Linked DNA regions of Sus scrofa: region 2 is linked to region 1. A link is a contact called in public HiChIP or PLAC-seq data. All regions are on one chromosome and are shown on one strand. Each heading gives the region's core, a stretch centred on a gene start, on an enhancer-like site or on the middle of the called end of the contact. The rest is flanking DNA. Distances are from core to core; before and after follow the strand shown. Region 1 has its middle 140 kb from the start of RBMS1. Region 2 has its middle 230 kb from the start of RBMS1.

Region 1 (3,428 bases), core at 179-2,678:
ACTGAAAAAAGTCCATTAGACATGGTGCCTAGCGGGTCAACAGTTCCAGTAAAGTGGGCATTTGTGGATGGGATTCTAGGGTTGAGAGGGAAGAGGCTCCAATGCGTCAGAGATGAGGTACTGGCTCCTTGCTTTAAAAGGTGCAGGGAGAGGGGAGTTCCTGTTGTGGTGCAATGGAGACGAATCTGACTAGTATCCACGAGGATGCGGGTTCGATCCCTGGTCTTGAATCAAACCGAATCTTCGTGGATACTAGTCGGATCCCTGGACTCACTCAGTGGGTAGGCGATCCGGCGTTGCCCTGAGCTGTGGTGTAGGTTGCAGACATGGCTCCAATCCAGCATTGCTGTGACTGTGGTGTAGGCTGGTGGCTACAGTTTGACCCCTAACCTGGGAAATTTCATATGGTGGGTGCGGCCCTAAAAAGACAAAAAAAGAAAAAAGCCAGAATACTACCAAACGGCCATACATTTTGGGAACCCGAAGAGGCACTGCACGAGTCCTAAAAGCGAGTAGTAGATGTTTAATATATGCAGTTGTGGTAATAGAAAGTTTGAATGGACATTGACATTTTTATCAGCACATACATTTAAAAAGAAAGCCAGTCTTCCAATACAAGGAAAGAGTAATGTGTTCCTTGGCACTCTAGAATGGAGGGCCCAATCTAGAGCCCCACAGGTCAAATCTGGCTCTCACATATTGTGTTTGCTGACATTTGTTTGCTAGATTATTACGTTCCTCTGCCTCCTTGTTACCCAGAGCCACCCTGAGCCATGCAGATATTTGCATCTGTAACTCCTGCTCTAATACTTTCTAACGCTAAACCATCCCAAAGAAAGAAAAACATTAAAATAAATACTTAAATAATTCAAAACGAACACATCCTGACTTTGAATATTCTCTCTCTCTCTCTCTCTCTCTGTGTGTGTGTGTGTGTATATATATATATAAGCAAATTGGATTCAGTTATGTTTTCTTTCTAGCTGTTGTATTCTTTTGAACTATCTCAATGCGCTGAGCCGGCCCTGGCCCCACCCTCAGGTCTCCCTCCCTCTCTCTCTTGCTCAGAACCTTTAAGGCTTGAGTGTTCTCACCCTTGCCTTTGCTAGGAGCTCCTGGTTGCTTGAGTGTTCCTTTTATCCCGTTCCGTTTAATTACCATGCAAACCCTCTGTTGAGCTTTTAATTAACAAGTTATCTTCATCTGAAGACTGGAAACCCTGGGCTCTTTCAGCATACATTAGACAGCTAAAATATGAAATTAAAGAAAACAGAGTTTTAGCCAACAGAAACAAGTGACTCATTTCCTTGTGAAAACACACCAGGTTTATGTTACTCTGGCAACGATATTCCAGAACAGCGTCCCTCCCCTCCCCTCTTAGAGCTTGTATGTGTTCCTGTTACAGTCTGTGTTCTGTGGTGACCTAATAGGGAACCAAGTCACTCATTGATTCATGAGAAAAGAACACTGCGCTTTCATGCCTATGGCTCAACCTACGTCCTTTTGACCGAAGGAAGGAAGAAGAGTTTACTTTGTACAAAAGCGAGGAGCTGTGAGAAGAGACAAAAAACTCTGGACCGAGTGCTGTTCTAGGGTCGAAGTGTAGTCCTGCTGTGACTTTCAAAACACCATGACTGGTTCCAGTATGTTAGAATTCTAAGTGCCTGTTTTTCTAACGGCATCTGATTAAATCATAGTGGGCAGCAGCCTGTGTGTGTGCGCCGCACGGGGAAATGAAGATTTAGAGGCTCTTGCGCAAAGACCCCAGATGTTTCTTGGGACGCGCATCATGGGCGGGAATTTCATGGTGCTTAGGGCCAAAATTTCAATCCAGATCAGGGAGGCCTGCCAAGGCAGAAATGCGTAAAACAAAACCAGTTGCACTGATCGTCTTTTCTTCTAGGTTTTAAGCTCCAGGAGGTACTCAGAAAGTAGTGGAGAGGATCTTCAGTATATTAGGTTTTACTCCAGATGTTATTTAAAAATTGGAGTCTGGATGAAGGGAGGGCTGCAGGGATTTTAAGTTTAGAGACATCTTGAGCAGCTTTATATTTTTATTAAAAGTGCAGTGAATTGTGTAGCTATTAGAATGTAACAGACTAAAAATTACTGGTGTTTGAAGATTTTTAGTTTCTCTCTTGTACTAACAACCTGTCTGCAAAAGAGTTTTTTCAGCTTTGCTCAGTCATTTTTTTCCCCCTCAAAAGTGTCTTACCAGTTCTCTTGGCTTTGGAGAGAGACTAGGAGAACAAGCAGAGAGAGAGAGAGAGGTGGGAACAGTGGGAAGATGTGGGACAATTTAGTGTCAGTTTTATGCATAATGTCAATTTATATAATGAAGGACTAGCAGAGGGAAGATAAATCAAAAATAGCTTTTAAACAAGTCATATAGGCTGGAGGTAGAGAAGGAATTATTTTTTTCAGAGGATTTGAGGGGAAGGATCTAGGGATAATAGGTCATCTATGTGATGGTAACAGATAGGAAGGGAGAAAAAAAAGAAAGTTTTAAGAATTGCTGGGACTGTAGTATCCTCATCAAAGTTCAGGATATATAAGAAAAGAACTTGATTTATTTTAAAATTGAAACTAAATTGAATTGCAAGGATTGTGTATTTTTAGCCACAACACTGCTCTGGGACGTGAACCATGTGGGTCATGGTATTATAAATAATAAAAAGTATTATAATTTAAAACATTGCTTGACAAAATTTGAAATAATTCCCACTGGAAAGATAGCCTTGACTTGGGAGAATGTTGAGTAGAAATTCTTTTGTATTTTTTTTCTGTGTGTGGTACCCAAATATTAAGGCAGAAGGCAAAAGTCAACGACAACTTAGTAGTTCAAAACATTCTCATTCTGAGTTGTCATCAGGAAGATGGCTTTGATGGGAGTGACCTTCCCGTCCATTGTAACAAATGAAAGGCACTGGGAACAATTTTAAGTTCTAACCAGTTCATTGTCATTTTTTTTAGATGAGTATTTTCTAGTGAAACAATTTACCAATTTTTTCCTTTACTGTGACTTTTCTCTTTTTCCCCCAACATCATTCTCTGCTTCTACATATTAAAAAAAAAAAAAAGTAGTCCATCTGTTGGGTGTGTAGCTTGTAAAATTACAGTTATAAATTCCCTGTAGAAATACTAATAAAATATTTTCTATTTTGAAATTAATAATCCAAGTAGTTGCAAGATATTTTCAATTTGTTCAGCAATGTAAAATGAGAAAGATAGTTTGCTGTACACGATGAAGAAAGCATGTTTTACATTTTTGAAAAGTTTGATTGCTATAAAAATTAATCAATAGCATCTAGGAGCAAAGCTGTATGAGTCAAAAAAAAAGGTGTATGAGTCAAAAAATGTATGTATTTCAAACTTGAAATACACAATATGAATGAAATATAATTAACAAGAATTGAACTTTGATAGAA
Region 2 (3,048 bases), core at 449-2,948, 95 kb after region 1:
CAATGGTAATTTTAGTATGTATCACTCTCAATGTAGAGCATGCAGAGGGGCCAGAGAGGAGCCACTAAATGTATTTATCTGCTATTCTTTTTCTCTATAGTACACTTTCCCTCTCTCCTTTTTTTTTTTTTTTTTTTTTTTTTCCCCTGTACCAACATCATGTGAAATTCCTGGGCCAAGGGCCACAGCAGCCACCTGAGCCACAGCAGTAAAGCAGTAACAACGTCAGATCCTTAACCCACTATGCCACAAAGGAACTCCTCCATAGTACATTTTGTCCTTGGGTTTCTTGGTGGCTCTTTGGTGTCAGATGAAGCAGAGGGCAGATGGAAGTAAAAGCTACATATGTGTCTCAGTTTACAAAGAGGCATTTGCCTTTTCTCCACTTCCTTCCCCTTACATTCCCAGTTGATGAGTTTTGTTACTATGTAGGTTTCAAATCAAGCTAATTGATTTAGTTCTCTGGAAAGTGAAGGTGGAGTGATCTTACAAAGTGAATTAGCAAGGAATACCAATCTGAAAAGTAGGAGGTGACTACTGCCTTAATTGTCTTACTGTGTAACAACAATTTTTTTTTAATATTTCCTGGAAATGTATCAATAATATGAGTAAAATGACTGTTAACAGAAAAGTGAGAAAAACATAAACTGAAATTATAGAATTAGAGAAAGAAAGAATGGAAGAGGAATATATTATTATGTTAGTGCAAAAACAAAGTTTCGATAGCATTTTAAAGTAAATATACTGAAAACACTGTTGTAAATGGCATCAATCTCACTTTTTACCTACTTGGCAACATAAAATAGACAATAATAAATGGAGTTCTGGCTTTTGAGATCAGTTTCTGACACAATATGAAATACTTCTTTTGGTAGATAAAGTCAAGGAGGTCACTGGATATTATTTCCTGGTATACTGTAAACATTTGTGAATGAACTAAGGGCATGCATAATTTTCATAAAATTAAAGCATGTTACTAAAGTACTCAGTATCTAAGAGATATGAATCTGGTACCGAAGGAGTCACTCTGTGCTTCATTAATTCCCTCACTGAATATCCAAGAGCTTGCTCTGTACCTAGAAACAGTCTGGGCACTGGAAGAACTGTGAAGCAGAAATGTGGTTCTGTGATTTTCATGCTCTTCAGATGATGAAAATAATTTTTTCTTTTCCATCTTCACGTTCACTGACACCTTGTAGAGGACAGTTAAACCCAACCGGCAATGAAAGCTGAGTAACATCTGTGGTTCATGTTTTTACTTATTCACAAGTCACTGTTTATCAAATTTATTCAACGACCCTCCCATACCTGACCAGACAAAAGCCCTCTTTGTCTGTCCTAGTGTCTGATCCACGCCAGGATTTTAAAAACAATACCCTGTTTTACTCCAGAGAGATTACAGGTTAGGTTTTAATGACAAAGGATGCACTTTGTGTGCATATTTGAACAGTACCACCTGTTGAAACTTGTAATGTTGTTGCTTGAGACTCTTCAGAATTGTAGATTTAAATTTTCCTCCCATCGCATGAGAGCTGATGTGAGCACTGCCAAAAAAATAATGACCAGATCCTCTGTCCCTGAACTTCAGACATTTCTGAACCCAGCTTCAGGAAGAAACAGCTCTCCACGCCAGCAGCTGAGGCACGTTGTGTCAACAAGATGGAATGTGCCTGATTTCACTTTGCAGTGCACACTGGAACCCAAACCACAGCAGGATGACTGTTTGACGTGTGCAGGAGTTACTTGGGAATAGTGGCAGCACCCTAGCAATGTGCCTAGATGGGAAACAGCTGTCAGATTTGAAGCCACTGTTTGACACAGCCATTCTAGACGTGCCCAGTGCCTCCTCTTGCTCAGTTCCCGTTGGTTAATGAGAACAAGGGATGAAATCCTTTTTTCTTCAAAAAATGATTACCTGGATAGAGATTTTCTGAGCAGGGTTCAAGAAAAAAGAACATCGATGATTAAAGCTTATACAGGAAAATCCAGTAGTTTGGCCCTGGGAAAGTGGCATTCACCATAAATCTACAGTGATCCTGGTGTGGGGATTGCCTTTGGAATTCTGACTGTTCTGGCAGAGGGAGAGACATAGGCTGAGGTTGTTCCTTTATTCAATCTGTCTGTCTTGCTCCCACCGGCTGGCTCAGAAAACATAGGTCTAACTAATTTCAAGGGACGTGGCTTGTACTCCTTCTGTTCATAATTGACCATTCCATGGGAAATAAGGAGGAGATAATGGAAACTAGTGGAGCCAACCAGAGTGATAAACACTGAAAAGGGTAAAAAGTCATTTGATTTATCTTAAATCAATGAGAAAATGAATAGAAAAAACAGATGTCATTAATTCTTCTTTCAGATCTCTCATGGTAATAGAGATAAGAAAGACGTGAAGCTCAAAACATTGTGTTATCTATCTATCTATCTATCTATCTATCTCTCTCTCTCTCTCTCTCTCTATCTATCTATCTATCTATCTATCTATCTATCTATCTATCTACCACTTTGAATTCTGTTCCATGATTCACTTTGTCAGATCCCAAAGACTTCTTTGCCTTTGAATTTAAACAAGAGCAAATTTCCATTCATTTTCCCATATTTTTGAGCATTTTAAATGATAGCTGAGTTATGAGTCATTGCCAAGCTCTTCAGCATCATTGTACCAAGAGCACATAACATGTTTTCTACCTGTCGCTGTAAATTATTGCCTGCGTGTAGAACTCCAGGAACGATTTGGCTTCCTGCCCACACAAATGACTTCTCATCGTTCAGGTTTCAATTTAATGCCAGAATGTACTGTAAGATGTATGTTCAATGCTACAAATGAGTTGCATGTGCATTTCCATTTCAGAAAACCTGGCCTGAATTTTAAAAGAAAGCATTTGGGATCTATTGTATTAGAAGTGCTTCTGAGCTAAGTGCATTCTACATGCATTGTAATACTGTCGTATCAAAAATAGTGCTAGACTTTGGGTGCTACACCAAATTTTTAAAACAAACAAAAAAGACAAATGATGTTTTCAGTTTTTGATCTTGTTTTTCCAGATAACT

The links. HiChIP or PLAC-seq counts read pairs in DNA pulled down with a chosen protein or histone mark.
Region 2: an H3K27ac HiChIP or PLAC-seq map of skeletal muscle shows a contact between it and region 1, with 3 times the contacts expected there. The contact joins two enhancer-like sites. A contact is called at or near these places in 3 of 47 Hi-C or Micro-C datasets (embryonic fibroblasts and skeletal muscle) and 1 of 2 datasets of contacts at active chromatin or transcription factors (skeletal muscle).

Annotation. Positions count from the first base shown.
Region 1 is chr15:67,543,468-67,546,895 of Sscrofa11.1, forward strand. No RefSeq gene overlaps it. Among named protein-coding and RNA genes, the nearest start is that of RBMS1, 140 kb to the left of the region's middle. Within about 2 kb of position 1,429, at least 43 of the 83 cell types and tissues checked have an H3K27ac peak or open chromatin away from gene starts, as enhancers often do. A contact at or near this core is called in skeletal muscle, where this site is marked.
Region 2 is chr15:67,638,328-67,641,375 of Sscrofa11.1, forward strand. No RefSeq gene overlaps it. Among named protein-coding and RNA genes, the nearest start is that of RBMS1, 230 kb to the left of the region's middle. Within about 2 kb of position 1,699, at least 14 of the 83 cell types and tissues checked have an H3K27ac peak or open chromatin away from gene starts, as enhancers often do. A contact at or near this core is called in skeletal muscle, where this site is marked.